Regions from separate parts of the Mus musculus genome. Here all the other regions are linked to region 1. Evidence: chromatin contacts called from public Hi-C data. All regions are on one chromosome and are shown on one strand. The core of a region is the stretch at or near the end of the contact, and the rest is flanking DNA. Distances in the headings are between cores, read along the strand shown. Region 1 holds the start of Pank3 (pantothenate kinase 3). Region 2 holds the start of Pwwp2a (PWWP domain containing 2A). Region 3 holds the start of Rps27a (ribosomal protein S27A).

Evidence for each region. A called contact is a pair of places that touch in the nucleus more often than the background predicts.
Region 2: a Hi-C map of CD4 T cells shows a contact between it and region 1, with 6 times the contacts expected there. The contact joins the promoter of Pwwp2a here to the promoter of Pank3 in region 1. A contact is called at or near these places in 1 of 39 promoter capture datasets (cranial neural crest) and 1 of 484 Hi-C or Micro-C datasets (CD4 T cells).
Region 3: a Hi-C map of regulatory T cells shows a contact between it and region 1, with 8 times the contacts expected there. The contact joins the promoter of Rps27a here to the promoter of Pank3 in region 1. A contact is called at or near these places in 3 of 484 Hi-C or Micro-C datasets (CD4 T cells, CD8 T cells and regulatory T cells).

The regions. Positions count from the first base shown.
Region 1 is chr11:35,767,107-35,771,857 of GRCm38.p6, forward strand. It overlaps Pank3 (pantothenate kinase 3), which reads left to right and starts at 2,389. Exons shown (of 7, transcript NM_145962.2): 1 at 2,389-2,841. The coding sequence starts at 2,814.
Region 2 is chr11:43,679,855-43,684,605 of GRCm38.p6, forward strand. It overlaps Pwwp2a (PWWP domain containing 2A), which reads left to right and starts at 2,144. Exons shown (of 2, transcript NM_027557.1): 1 at 2,144-2,762. The coding sequence starts at 2,239. It overlaps Gm34963 (a long non-coding RNA gene), which reads right to left and starts at 2,210. Exons shown (of 2, transcript XR_388594.3): 1 at 1,981-2,210.
Region 3 is chr11:29,545,663-29,550,413 of GRCm38.p6, forward strand. It overlaps Rps27a (ribosomal protein S27A), which reads right to left and starts at 2,378. Exons shown (of 6, transcript NM_024277.2): 1 at 2,179-2,378; 2 at 2,019-2,083; 3 at 1,544-1,598; 4 at 1,041-1,126; 5 at 629-760; 6 at 180-367. The coding sequence starts at 2,066. The coding sequence ends at 218. Clhc1 (clathrin heavy chain linker domain containing 1) reads left to right here and starts at 2,288. Exons shown (of 12, transcript NM_028504.1): 1 at 2,288-2,478.

The DNA.
Region 1 (4,751 bases), core at 1,139-3,638:
ACAGCGGGACTCTCCTTCTACCATGTGGGGCCCAGGAATTAAACTCAGTCCATCAGGCCTGGCCTTTCTGTTACTTAATCATCTCATTGGTCCTCTTGACATTTTTAAATTTTTTGTTTGCTTTTTTTCGAGACAGGGTTTCTCTGTATAGCCCTGGCTGTCCTGGAACTCACTTTGTAGACCAGGCTGGCCTTGAACTCAGAAATCCGCCTGCCTCTGCCTCTGGAGTGCTGGGATTAAAGGCGTGTACCACCATGTGGTTGCTGGGATTTGAACTCAGGACCTTTGGAAGAGCAGTCAGTGCTCTTACCCGCTGAACCATCTTCCCAGCCCAAAACAAAGCTTTTTTTTTTGCTTTTTTTTTCGAGACAGGGTTTCTCTGTATAGCCCTGGCTGTCCTGGAACTCACTTTGTAGACCAGGCTGGCCTTGAACTAAGAAATCCGCCTGCCTCTGCCTCCCAAGTGCTGGGATTAAAGGCGTGTGCCACCACCGCCCAGCAAAACAAAGGTTTTTTTAAACCAGGAATTTCCAGGGCTAAGGGTAAGCAATAGCTTTTCTGGATTTGGAGTATTCCCATCAGCTCTGGTTACCACACAAATTTGTTTCAAGAAATAATCTTGGGGTAAGAACAAAGGCAGAAAATAAGACAGGGTTTCTTTGTGTAATCTTGGTTGTCCTGGAACTCACAGAGATCTGCCTGTACCTGCCTCCCCAGAACTAGGATTAAAAGTATGGGCCACCATCGCCCTGGTCCTTTCTTATCTCCCCCTTTCCAGCCCCCAATAGGGTGTCTCTGTGTAGCCCTGGCCTTCCTGGAACTTGATCTGTAGACCAGTCTGGCCTGGAACTCAGAAATCTGCCTGTCTATGTTGGGATTAAAGGCATGAGCCACTACCACACACCTGGCTTCTCTCTCTCTCTGCCCTTGCTTTATCAACTGTTTCAGTCTGTCTTGTGTTGCCTATATCTAAATACTTGAGACTTGGTATGTTATGGGGGAGGAGGGTGTTTAGTTACCCTTTGGAGGCAGGGGTGGTCTGACAAACATTACACGGTAAAATCCAAAGAAGAATGTCAAGTGAATCTGAAAGTCGCCAGAACACCAAAGCTAACTTTCCATTATATCCACCAGTACACAGTAATTAAACCAGACCTGCCAGACCCAACTCATTCCCATAAGCTCTAACCTAGTCCCATGAGATGTAATACAGTCTCTAGAGAAAGTCATTGATCAACCGCAAGACTGGTGTCCCCATTACCCAGTCACTTCCTGAAGGCCCCACCTTCTCACACTACTTCATTGAGAAATGAAGCCTCAGTGTGAATTTTGGCTTAGAGCAACTAAATCCAAACTATAGCAATCAGCAAAGGCAGGACAGCAGAGCTCGCCAGTTAGATTGTTTCTTGGAATGCTATCTTCCAGGGCCAACTCCCCAGGGGCAAGCACATGGAGGTTCCTACCAAGCCACATATTGTCAATGACTGAATTCTTTGCCATCTAAGACATAAAAGTGGAGGAGAGGCCATGTCCTTGATACCATCTCTTCCTTTTCCGATGGATGATCTCAAATCACAAGAGGCGTAGAGAAAAGGGTATCCTGGGTTTATTCTGAGAACTGGTGCATCTAATTCTTTTCTCTGAAAGTCACTTTCCTCTTTATAATGAGGAGCTAGACTAGAGAGATCCTGTGAGGAACCTGAAAGGCATGTGCTTTCAAACGTTTTGTTTTATGAGACAGGGTTTCTCTGTAGCTCTGGGTGTCCTGGAACTCGCTCTGTAGACCAGGCTGGCCTCGAATTTCCAGAGATCTGCCTGCCTCTGCCTCCACAGAGTTCAGGGATTAAAGGCGTTGCACCACGACCATACTACAACTTTCAAGTGTTTCGACTGCCTCGTTCCTGCCGTATCTTCACAGTAAATAAAACTCGCATGTGACTCAAAAGGCTGCTAGACTACATTACATTAAATAATAATTATGTAGCAAATGTTACCATCTTTAGTGACCTTCCAACCCCAATATTCAAGGTGTTCCTTTAGCGGATGACTTATCTCATCAAACGTATTCAGTGGTCTGGACCCCTGAATTTTGACACAGCCATCACAGGGAAAAACCATCAAGAGGAAAATCTGCGACTGCGTGACAGCCACAGCGCCCTCAGAGTTCACAACCCCTCTCTTCTTTCAGCCGCTACGAGACCAGAGCCCGGGAATTGCCAGGACCGCCCACGGCTTGCTACCATTGGCGGCCTCCTTGCTGGCGTGACTAAGGCTCCGCCTCTTCCCCGCTGGGACCACTCTGAGGCGATCTCCGGAAGCGGAGGGGGGCTAGAAATAGGGGTCGAGAGGCATCCTGGGCTTTGTAGTCCGCCTGAGCATCTGCCGCAGGAGAGTGGAGCCTCACTCTACGGAGAACTACAACTCCTAGCAGCCCCGCGGAGAGCGAGGCGAGGAGGCCTGAGTCACGTGGGCGCTGGGCCTGGGCGGGCTATTTCTCAGTGCGGCGGCGGCGGCGGCGGCGGCTCGGGGGACCGGGGCCTTTTGTTCGGAGCGGCTGCGGGGGGCCACGGAGCGGCGAGGCCCGCGGCCTTCCCCGGCTCGCTCGGTCCCGGCCGCCCCTTGCGGGGTTGCTGGGCCGCCCCGTGGGCCGCCTGTGGCCTCAGGCGCCGCCGCCCCGCCCTAGGCCCGCCCCACCCGGCCTGAGGGGAGGAACCGGCCGGGCCTCGCCGCGCGGCCCAGCCAGCTCCGGAGTATTCACCTCTCCTCGCTGAGCTCTGCACCCGAGGCTACCCCTCGCGCCTTAGGCCGACGCCATGAAGATCAAGGATGCCAAAAAACCCTGTAAGATGGGACCGGGGACCCGTGGGTTGGGAAGACGGGCCTTGGAGCCTCTGGCGGAGCGGCCCGCTTTAAGCTCGCGACTGTTCTCGGACGCCAGCCAGGGAGGGAAGGGAGGGATCGCTGCAGCCCCAGGTTGCAGGCGGCGGGCTTCCCCACCCCCATGCATGAGGGCCAGGCTCCTGCGGTCCCCCTGCCCGCTGCTCTCTTGCTCCTGCAGATCTGGGAGGTGCACGGGAGAATCTTGACTCGGGTTTTACCAAAATGGGAGCACAGCTACCAGGCCCCTCTTGAAAAGAGGTAGTCATGGCTGTCAGATAGGGGTTGGTACACCACCTCCCTCCCATTTTCCCCAGTTTCTGGGTTTCCTGCGCGTGTCCTTGAAGTCCAGGTGGGTTCCTGGGAGTTGTCAGCCTTGCATTTGGAGCTGTTCAACGCTTGTGCATGTACTCTGCCTGTAGATAAATTAATGGCTTGGGCAGTTTAGAAAATCAGCTGGTTTTGTGTTTTAGGGAGCAGATAAACACCAAGGTTAAACATCGTATTTCAGCTATTTCGAACACATTAATATGGTGATAAATACCTCGAGCTTTTTTCTGTAGTTGTACATGCATATACATGCAAAGGTTCTAACCCTGTTATGAGAGACACATCAAGGTTCACAAGCTGTCTTTTAAATGCCTCTTATTCCTGCGGTTGGCTTGTTTATTGGCTCAGTCTTTGTGAATGTTGTTCTTTCATTCTCTACTAACTGGGCATGTGGGGATCTGTGTTCCTGTCATAGAGGTTTTACAGATTTTAGTGTTTTATGCCATCTACAACTGCGCCTAGAGGTCAGCTGTAAAGGGGGCATGAACATCTTCCCTGCCTGTTCCCATAAACCTCACAGACTCAGCTTCCAACGCAGTCCAGAAACATTTACTTAAAACGTGAGAGTTCTCAGTGCTTAAAGATGAGGAAAGAGAACTTTGCTTCAGTGACTTTTAGTCCCCTCCTTGTACTGGCTCAAAGTGCAGTGCTGCTTCCCTTCCACCTACAGGGCATGGTCCTTAAGAGACAGTGTTTGTTTGTTTTTAGATTATCTGCTTATAGAAAGCATTAATGATGCTTTCGTTTCGTTTCGTTTTGTTTGTTTGTAGACAAGATTTCTCTGCAGCTTTGGCTGTCCTGGAACTCACTTTGTAGACCAGGCTAGCCTCTAACTCAGAAACCTGCCTGCCTCTGCCTGTCTAATGCAGGGATTAAAGGCGTGTGCCACCACACTAACTTTTTACTTCAAATCTGAACCAGGGTGTGGTGGTACACAGCTTTTACCCCAACATTCAGGAAGCAGAGACGAGTAATCTCCCCAAATTCTGAGGCCAGTTGGAGTTATGTGGTGAGATCTTGTCTCAGAAAAACAAAAACAAAAAAAGGAAGTCTGAAACAGTGACCACGTTTACATTTTCTGGGATAAATTAATGCACCTTAGGCTAGCATGGTGGCTCACATTTGTGATCCCAACTCCAGTACCTTCCTTCAGTGAACTTTCTCTGCTTGTTGTAGAATTTACATTTGGTTGATGGGACTTGGTGACTTGTGCCTTTAATCCCATGAGAGGCAGGCAGATCTCTTGAGTTCAAGACCAGTCTGGTCAACAGAACTAGTTTCAGGACAGCTAGGGCTACATAAAAAGTTCTCTCTCCAAAAAAAAAAACAAAAAAAAAAAAAACAAAAAAAAAAACAATCACTTTTATCATCTAAGTTGAATTATGTGTTAATTCATCTCCAGGAAAGAAGTAAGCGAATCAGGCCCTTCTCTCCCTTGAGGAACTTGGCCTCTCTGAGTTTTTAAGAAATTTATACATGTCCACGTTGTATGTTGCTCAAGGCCCATCTCACCTTTTCCTACATGATTTCCCCCCCACCCCCTG
Region 2 (4,751 bases), core at 894-3,393, 7.9 Mb after region 1:
TTACAGTTGTATCTCATGGAGGCATTTCCCCAACTGAAGCTCCTTTCTCTGTGATAATAACTCCAGCCTGTGTCAAGTTGACACAAAACTAGCCAGTACACTGGTCTAGAACTTGCTATATAAACCAAGATGGCCTTGAACTGAGATCCATTTGTCTCTGTCTCCTTCACTAAAAACATGCACCATCATGCCTGGTTATTTTCACTACTTTTAGCTATTCATCTCTGTATGTCTGGGAGTAGGTTTGTGCACAAGGTAGCTAGAGGAGGGCATTGAATCCCCTGGAGTGCTGGAACCAACTATGATTCTCTGCAATAGAAGCACATGGTCCTCACTGCTGAGCCATTGCTCTAGACCCCCAGAACACAGGACTTCAAATGAGAGGGTTTGGGAAAGTCAGTGGTACACAGTGGTCTCTAAACAAACTCCATTTTCCCTGTGGCTGTAAAGGGAGATTCTGAATTCTCCTTGACTGGCATCTTCTATTGGACTTTTACTTTCCTGAGAACTGCTAAGCTTGAAATAGACAGAACGTTGGCTAATATTTGCTTATTGTCATTTTGTCTTTTCTATAAAAAAATACCTGGACTTATGACCGTGTAATTTATTAGCTAAACAACATTAGAAACCTTTTTGTCTCAGTTTTCAAATAAAATGGGTATAATAGCACTTGTCGAATTGCAAGGACCATGTAAGATTGTACTAGATATTGATATATAGTATTCAATTAATCTTTGACATTTCATTCTTCCCTCCACGTTGGTAAATATCTTCTTTCTCTTTTGTAGGTGTTTTCAGTGCCTCTGATTGCTCCTATTAGAAAGGACTGACTGAGGAACAATCTGCAAGAAATGAGTACAGTGGCTCCTTCTAGACTTAACAGATTTCAAATAGAATTGGTCTTTAAACGCAACACTTGGGAGGCAGAGAGAAGGAGGCCGATCTCTGTGAGTTCCAGGCAAGCCAGAAGTACATAGGGAGACGCTGTTTCAAAACAAAAACCCAAACCACAAAAACAAGGACCTTAGGACACTGGAGGGCTCCCCTAGCCCTCATCTTTTCTTTCTTGGGATGGGATCTCAGTTTGCAGTTGAGTCTATCCTGAAACTGTATTAAGTCTGGACTAGAATTTTGCCATTTCTGCCTGTGCCTCCCAAGAGCTGCCCCACCGGCAACTATGCCTAGATTTCTTTCTTTCTTTCTTTCTTTCTTTCTTTCTTTCTTTCTTTCTTTCTTTCTTTCTTCCTTCCTTCCTTCCTTCCTTCCTTTCTTTCTTTCTTTCTTTCTTTCTTTCTTTCTGCACACGGCAAGGAAGAGGGTAAGGAAAGAAAAGGCTTCAATAGTGAACTCTTTCCGTGGATCTAAGGACTACAGTCAATTTAGCATGCCAGTTGTCTGTCTTCTCGTTAGAATTTTCCTTTTTTGAAATTAGCAGGTTCCTAGAGTTTAGTCCTTTATATTTTAAAGAGTGAAACCAAGGAAAACACCGCTTGTGTGTATGCGGGAGCTCCTGTCATGTGGTCATGGAGAATGTCTTGTACATCGCCCTGTTTCCAGCACCTCGTAATCTGACTAGTGAATAGGCACCCAAAAAGTGTCTCAGGATTATTTTCGGAACTTTAGTTATCTTTCCCAACAGAAGCCTGTTGTGCCCACACTTGGCCACAAGCAAATCCAAGCCTAGAAATAACATTTATTCTAAGGATCTCTGCGCAAAGATTCTTGGGAAGTGGTTCCCTTTCTGCATTCTCCCGCTATTCCCCCCTTGGGGAGTCTTTGAAAGAACTGGCACGACTCGCGTTTTCTTCCCTTCTCCCACCTCCGAAGAACGGGCCGAGTAAGGGCAGGGGCATAAACCAATCCTAAAGCGGTATTTCCCCTACTAACCAATAGATACAGGCTGTAAGCACAGGGCGCCGCTTTTGCCATCCTTCAGCCCGCCCCTCAAACTCCTTTTAGATTCTCCACTTGACAACTCACCTGACCAATGGGAAGTTCCTACTCTGAGGGAGGGGGCGGGACTCAGCCCGCGACAGACGGCTCCTTCTGACCAATGGGTTGACAGAAGTGCGGAAGGGGGTGGAAGGCGGAGCCAATGGCGCGGTGCCAATCACGAGCATCAGGGAAAGGGCGGGACGAGAGTGTTAGCGGGAGGGAGGGGAAGGCCTCGGGATCCCAGCCGCGCTGCCGCCGCCGCCGCCGCAGCCCGAGTAGGAGGAGGGAGAAACCAGCGAGAAAATGGCGGCCGTGGCTGCTGAGGCGGCGGCGACCGCGGCGTCCCCCGGGGAAGGGGGCGCCGGCGAGGCCGAGCCGGAGCTAGAGCCCATTCCCGGCAGCGAAGCCGGCACCCCCCTCCCGGTCACGGCCACGGAGGCGGCGGTGCCGGACGGCGAGGCCGACGGGCGCCAGTCCGCCCCTCAGGCCGACGAGCAGCCGCTGCCGCCACCGCCGCCGCCGCCGCCGCCGGGGGAGCTGGCCGATAGCTCCGAGGCTGAGGAGGCGAAGCCGCCCGAGCCCGCGGCTGTCCCGGTCTCGCCGCCCGAGCAGCCTCCGGCCGCCCCCGAGCAGCCCGAGGACGCGCCGCGGCCGCCACCAGCTCCGGCGCTCGTGCCGCCGGCGGGCGGGGACTCGGCGGTGTCGCACCTCATCCCCGGCTCGGAGGTGCGGGTCACGCTGGACCACATCATCGAGGACGCGCTCGTCGTGTCGTTCCGCCTCGGGGAGAAGCTCTTCTCCGGGGTCCTCATGGACCTATCCAAAAGGTACCGTCGGCCCCCCAACTGCAAGCTGTCCGCTCCGCCGCGAGGGAGAGCGCGAACCCGAGCTGCTCCCGCCCCGCCCTCGGGTCCTGCGCGCCGCGCCGCTCTCCGCGTGGGGCGCGCTCCGCGTGGGGCCGACGCGCGCGGCCCCGGCCCCAGGTGTGCAGCTGGGGACGCGCGCGGGTGCAGATGGCTGGCACACCCCGCCTCCGCATCCCCAGCCCCCTGCGACCCTCTGGCTTGCGCACTGGGGCAGATGGGTTAATGCAAAATGCAGATGGATCCCCTAGAGAAACGGGTGCTGTGGGGGGGGGGGGGGGGGAAGAGGTGCTGCGGAGGCATCTCCCTGTCCTCAAATCAACCTTTAACTTTAGCGGGGCTGAAGAAAGGGGTGTGTGCTTTGGGCTTCCCAAAAGGTTACCTGTCAGTTGTTAAAAGAGGAAGAGCCTAGAGTTAATGAACCCTTTTTTAACTGTTATTAAGAACTGCTGGAAATAGTTTCTCGGAGGATCACTCTTTAATAAGGAGGTACCTTTTGCTAATTTTACTTATAGCTTAAAGAAATATTGGAGACGGGATAGGTCCCCTGTCTTTTGAACATTTACTACCCAAGTGGTGGGTTTACAAAGGAATGTTCGCATGACTTTTTCTTTGGCAGTGATAGAGATTGAGTCTCAAAAGATTTCCGAGACGATGTTTACAGTTAAATTTGTTTTGACTAGAAGGTTGAGTTCACCTACAAACCTCTGTCTTATCCAGTATATTTTCACCTTTTGATTTAAAATGTTCTGGGCACTGCTTTAAACAGGTAAAGAAGGTAATCTGCTTTCAGTCTAGAGTTAACCTTTTTATTCTCTTCTTTTGCAGATAGGAAGTGCAGAGACTCCCATTCATGGCTCTCCATTCTGTTTCCTGCAACAGCACACACACTCTGGTGTCTCACCTGTTTGGAAATGGCTCTGTGTGTTTGATGTGTTTATGTATTTCTCTTCTCTTCTTTTTTCTCTGTACTGGAGATTGAGCCTAGAGCCTCTGCATGCTAGGCAAGCATCCTGCCATCTAGCTACACACCCCCAGCTTCCTCCAGAGTTTCTTTGACTTTTGAGACATGGTGTGGGTTAGTTAAGTTGTCCATGCTTGCCTTGAGCTTGCAATCCTCTTGCCTCAGCCTCTCCCAAGTACTGATATGATAAGCATTCCCATCATATCCATATCCCGGCTTATGCTTTACTCTCAAATTCCTTGACCTCCTGTAAAGTTACAGGAATTTGTTCCTACCTGGAAACAGCTACTTAAAATTTGCATTGGAATATGGCAGGGGGTGGGGTGGGGAGTGTTATGTTGGACAACTCTTCAGTTGCTCAGTGTACTTTGTTAGTCTTCAGAGTCCTTGCTTTTACTTATTCATTTATTTGTTGACTGTCTTTGGGTTAGTGCTTTCATTAGTAGCTTTCATTTTCATAATTAGAAAGCTGAATATAGATTGCTTTCTACTCATGTTTTTAATAGCAAGAGAGACACTCTAATGTGTATGCTATTGAATCAAACAGAAGAAGAGGCCAGTGATTGTGAGAATCTGAATTTCAAATCTGCAAAAGAAAGGTGCAAAAAGGTAAGTGTTTGGAAATAGAGTGGATGGTGATTTTTCATGTTGAGGTGCTCGTTCTGTCAGTTTTAGAGAATTGTCATTTTGAGTTTTGCTCTATTTTGCTAACAGCACTTCTTGTATATAATAATTTATTTTTTGTCAGAAGAGCTTTTGAAAGGACATGCAGTCTTGCTTAGTTTTGCTGTTTTGAACTCCTGGGCTCAAACTGATCCTCTTGTCTCAGCCTTTCTCCTGCCTCAGCACCCCCAGTAGCTGGGACTACAGTGTCCTGAGCATTTATCCCGACTCAGGTCATGGATACACTGTATTCAACAGACACTTTAAAATTAGCTTGTATCTTATTTGAATTGGCCACTGAATTATTCTTCCTGGTAAAAAGTAAC
Region 3 (4,751 bases), core at 1,128-3,627, 6.2 Mb before region 1:
TGTAGCTTCTACTTCCAAGTCTACAGGATATTCCACAACCCCTTAAAAAGAATTGACCTTAGTGCCTGCCATCATGCCATGCCATGATGCCAAGTTTTATATTGGCTTTGACAGCTGCAGCTCATACAACATCACACAGCCAAAGAAACATTCTTTAAATGTACAATAAAGCACAATACTAAGTACGAGTTCCTTCTTTTTATTAACGCATACACAACTACTTGTCTTCTGGTTTGTTGAAGCAGTAAGTCAGACAACACTTGCCACAGTAATGCCTGTCAAAGTGGCTTCCCATGAAAACTCCAGCACCACATTCATCAGAAGGACACTCTCGACGAAGTCGGCTAATTTTGCCATTTTCATCCACCTGCAAAACAAGAATTTACTGTAAGATGATTTCACAAAACATATTCTGAAACCTGATTTAAGTGACTCAAGCTATTGATCTCACAGTACCAATTTTTAGTGGTTTAAGTCAGTTCTCCAAATTAAAAATCCTGTTTCCAATTCTATAAACTCACTTAAATATCAAAGGGGAGTTCACTTTCAACTCCAAAAGTACTTCCAAAAGTTAGTTGCTCAGATCTTATTCCAAGTGGAACCCATGTTTTGCTAACACCACACTTACCTTATAGTATTTCAGCACAGCCAACTTAACCTTCTTCCTCTTATGCTTGTTCTTCTTGGGAGTGGTGTAAGACTTCTTCTTCCTTTTCTTAGCACCACCCCGAAGTCTCAACACCAGATGAAGGGTGGACTCCTGTTAGTGGAAGATGAAACAGCAGCACTGTAGCATCAACAAGTCTAACTCCAGCCTGTCAAAAAGTTGGGTGGTGTTGGGCCTGTCACTCCAGCACTAGGAATTTTAAGGAGGCTCAGGAATCCAGTTCAAGTTGGCCCTGAGCTACAGGAGACTGCTCTCTACAAAAAGGGTCAACCAACCATCGCATATTTTAAAATCATGGAACAGCTACAGTGCTCAGCAAGTGTTAGTGGATTCAATATCATCCCTTTTTCTGCATGTTTTCCCTCAAACAAACCTTTTGAATGTTGTAGTCAGACAAAGTCCGGCCATCTTCCAGCTGCTTACCAGCAAAGATCAGCCTCTGCTGATCAGGAGGAATTCCTATTAGAGGAAAAAATACTGGGCTTAATAGAACAAGGTACATTCCCCATTGTTGTGAATCAAATGATTGCTAACAGTGGTCACAGACTTAGATGCAACTTTTTCCAAGAGTAAAAGCCCTGGAACTTTCTCTGTAACCAGGCTGCCTCTACCTCCTTAGTGTTGAGATTAAAGTGTGGACTGGGCCATTGCCCAGCCTGAGCATTTTATCGTCTTTGTGACTCAGTAAACAGTTCTAGATTAACTTTTAAAAGATTTGTCCTGCAGAGTTTCCAGTTAATCAGATAGCCTGACACTAATGTCAGGAATATTTTACTTTCAAAAGCATCTAAATTTATTAATCTGTTTTCTACCTTAAGAACAAACGTGTCTAGGTCACACAAGCCAGTCATTTTTCTAGTGACAAACTTTACTTGCCTTCCTTATCCTGGATCTTGGCCTTTACATTTTCTATAGTGTCCGAGGGTTCAACCTGCCAAGTTTTGATATATGTAGTTAATATACGGTTACATAGTAAGTCATTAACTGCTAGCTTTATACAAAACGAGCAAGGAGGAGGTGAGCTAAAGGTAATCAATTAAGATGACACCGCGTGCAAACTACCCAGAGTGCTACAATCCAAATTAGTCCCCATACCAGGGCGAGCGACGGCGGGGGAAGCACAGGAACGCGTCTGCCCGGAGAAAAGCGTCTCCCATCACCTACCCTACATTTCGCCACTCGGGATAAAGCAGGCTAAACCGTACCACACCGAAAACCAAACGTTGTTTTTGCTAAGCACCATAATCTCAGCTCAAAGCCAAGTTTCACAACTCAAAACTCAGAAACCCGCCCTCAAACACTAAGGGCCTCAGTCAGGCCTTGGCTTCCTCAACGGCAAGGTGGCCCGTACCTCGAGCGTGATGGTTTTCCCCGTAAGGGTCTTCACAAAGATCTGCATCGTGGCGGCGGCTCCACCTGCATTCGAAAAGAGACGGATTAGATCCGACGACACCCGTGAGAGCGACGCGTAGCGCCACTAGCCAGAGCGCGGCCACAGAGCATACACTCACCCACGATGGCGGATCGGAAAGGAAGATCCGAGCGTGGCCGACGGGGTCTCCTGGCCGAAGGACCCGCCCCTTAGGCGGCCACACACGTGCCTGCGCGCTGCAGCGGAATCGCGGCTGTCTAACGCAGTGCCAGATTTGCTCGTTCGCTCGGTTTCTTTACGCTCTTTTCTCGGTTTACCTCAGAATGGCCTCGAAATGATGTGCTCAACTAAAAAAAATGCCTCAAAAGGCTTTCTTATACAGCCGATGCGATTAAGAGAGGCTTTCCTTTAAAGGGGGCTTGTGAAACATAAGAGAGAGGTAAAACAAGTCTATCTGGGAATTGTAGTTTTACACTGCTTTCTTCTTGTTAGAACTACTTGTCCCAGGATGCATTTCCACACTTCCCGGATACCTGATTACACTGTCTAAGCTGTGGAGTGAGGGTTAGGAGAGAGTCAGGTGAGGACTCAGGGGATGAGGCACTATGATTTGCGCGTGGGTGGGGACTCTCTGGAAATGCCCCGGAGGGAAGGCTTAAGGGCTAGAAAGGCATTTGGGGGCTGAAGGTGTCTGTCACACCGTAGTGAGCTAGCCACATCTAAGGTATAGTCGAAGTCTTTCTAAGTGCAGGTTTCTGCCCCTCCCGGTAGTCCCTTCCGCTACCCTTCATCCGATCGGAAGAAGCTTTTGAGCGTCACGCGCCTCCCTAGTATGAAACGGTTAAATGTATTGGAATTTTCATCTTTTCACGTTTTAAAAAACATACGATAAGAAAATCTGCAGAATGTTTAGTTTTCGACTATAAGTTTAAATGTGGAGCGTGTCCATCCTGGAGAAAATAGGAGCATGTGCCCTCGGGGAAACTTGAAGCTGTTAAAAGCTGGTGCCTTCTCTCAGTCCCTTCTCCACCTCACAAACCCAGTGCCCTTTCTAATGCACCCTCTCAATGTCTTTTCACCCTATCCGTAAGCGTAGGCGTGCTCCGTTTTCTTACAACGAGGATCCGTAACTCCCTAATAATCTCTGTTTGCTCTTTCCTCATTTTAATATACTAGCTCTGCTGCCTCCAAATTACACATTTTGAAAAGTAAAAATGTAGGGCTAGGAGATGACACAGTAGCTAATATTCGATATGCAGAACCCTGGGTTGGAACTCAAGCACCCACTTTTTAAAAAGGTTGGTGTGCTTGGTGGAGTCTGTGACATGGTAGGCCAGCAGAGACAGGAGACTCCCTGGACCTCATTGGCCAGCAGGTTCAATGAGAGATGGGGGCCGACGACCCTACACCCACACATGACATACATATTTCTTAAAATAAGATGGGGCTTCCAGATGGCTCCATCAGTAAAGAAAATTTACATCTGCTCTAGATCTGATCAACCTTGAGATTCAATTGGTGGAGAAAACCAACTCTAGCAAGTTGCCCTCAGACTTTCACAGCGCTCCCTACCCCCGAACTAACGAAGTGCAATAAAAATTTAAAAATAAAAGGTAGACTGATTAAGAAGACCCACACACACACTCAATATAACGTGATCCTCCTGTCTCCACACATGTACCCACACGAATGTGAACATAAACAGAAAAGCAAAAAGTGATGGTGTTATTCCACATCATTCAAATATTTTACTTTGGGGTTAAAGGTTATCTGAGCATGTGTGAGGCCCTAGAATTGATATCCAACACTACAGAGAATAAAATGTGTTGCTTCAAGTAGGAACAAGGGCATAACATAAAAAGATAGCTTTGTCAGAATAAAAGCCCCTAAAAGGATATTAATAGGACACCAAAGGAGGAACTTGGGTTTCTGCCACTACTACTCCGATGTGTGCCCCAGTGACTGTGCCCTTCCCCTGTCTTTGACTATTTGCAATTACATCATCTGTGTCTTACCAAATTTTAAGCTCCAAGGAGCCAGGACCTTATTTTACTTATTGCTGAATCTCTAGCAGTAAAATATTAAATAGACATCCAATAGTGATTGAACTAATGAGTAAAACAAATTGATTTTATATTTGAGAACACTTTAGGGCAGTGATATGGCTCCAAGAGCTAATGCACTTGCTGCCAAGACTGCTGATCCAGTTGCTGGAACCTCCATGGAGGAGGAAGAGGAACGGGCTTCCATAAATTGTCCTCTGACCTCTATGTGTGTACCGTGACAAGCATGTGCCCACACACAGACACTAAGTGATTGTTTTTGTAAAATTGGCACTTTAAGCATACATTGCTTATGGCTTTGCTCAGACTACTTTATGTCCTCTTGTAAATTATGTCCTCTTGACTTTTTGTTATCCAACTCATCAAAATTATTGTGGTGTCTCCCTTATTTTTTTTTTATTTTTAGTTTATTTATTTATTTGAGACAGGACCGTACTATGTAGTCTTGGCTAGCCAGGATCTCACTATGTAGACCAACTTGGCCTTGAACCCACAGACGATCAGCTGTTTCCCTCTCAAGTGATGGGATTAAAGACATGCACCACTATGGAGACTGGTGTCCTGATTCATGTCTGTGGTATTTGAAGCTCAATACATTAGTTTAGATAACTGGTTATATAGCTATATTGCCAATATATCATAAAGTTAA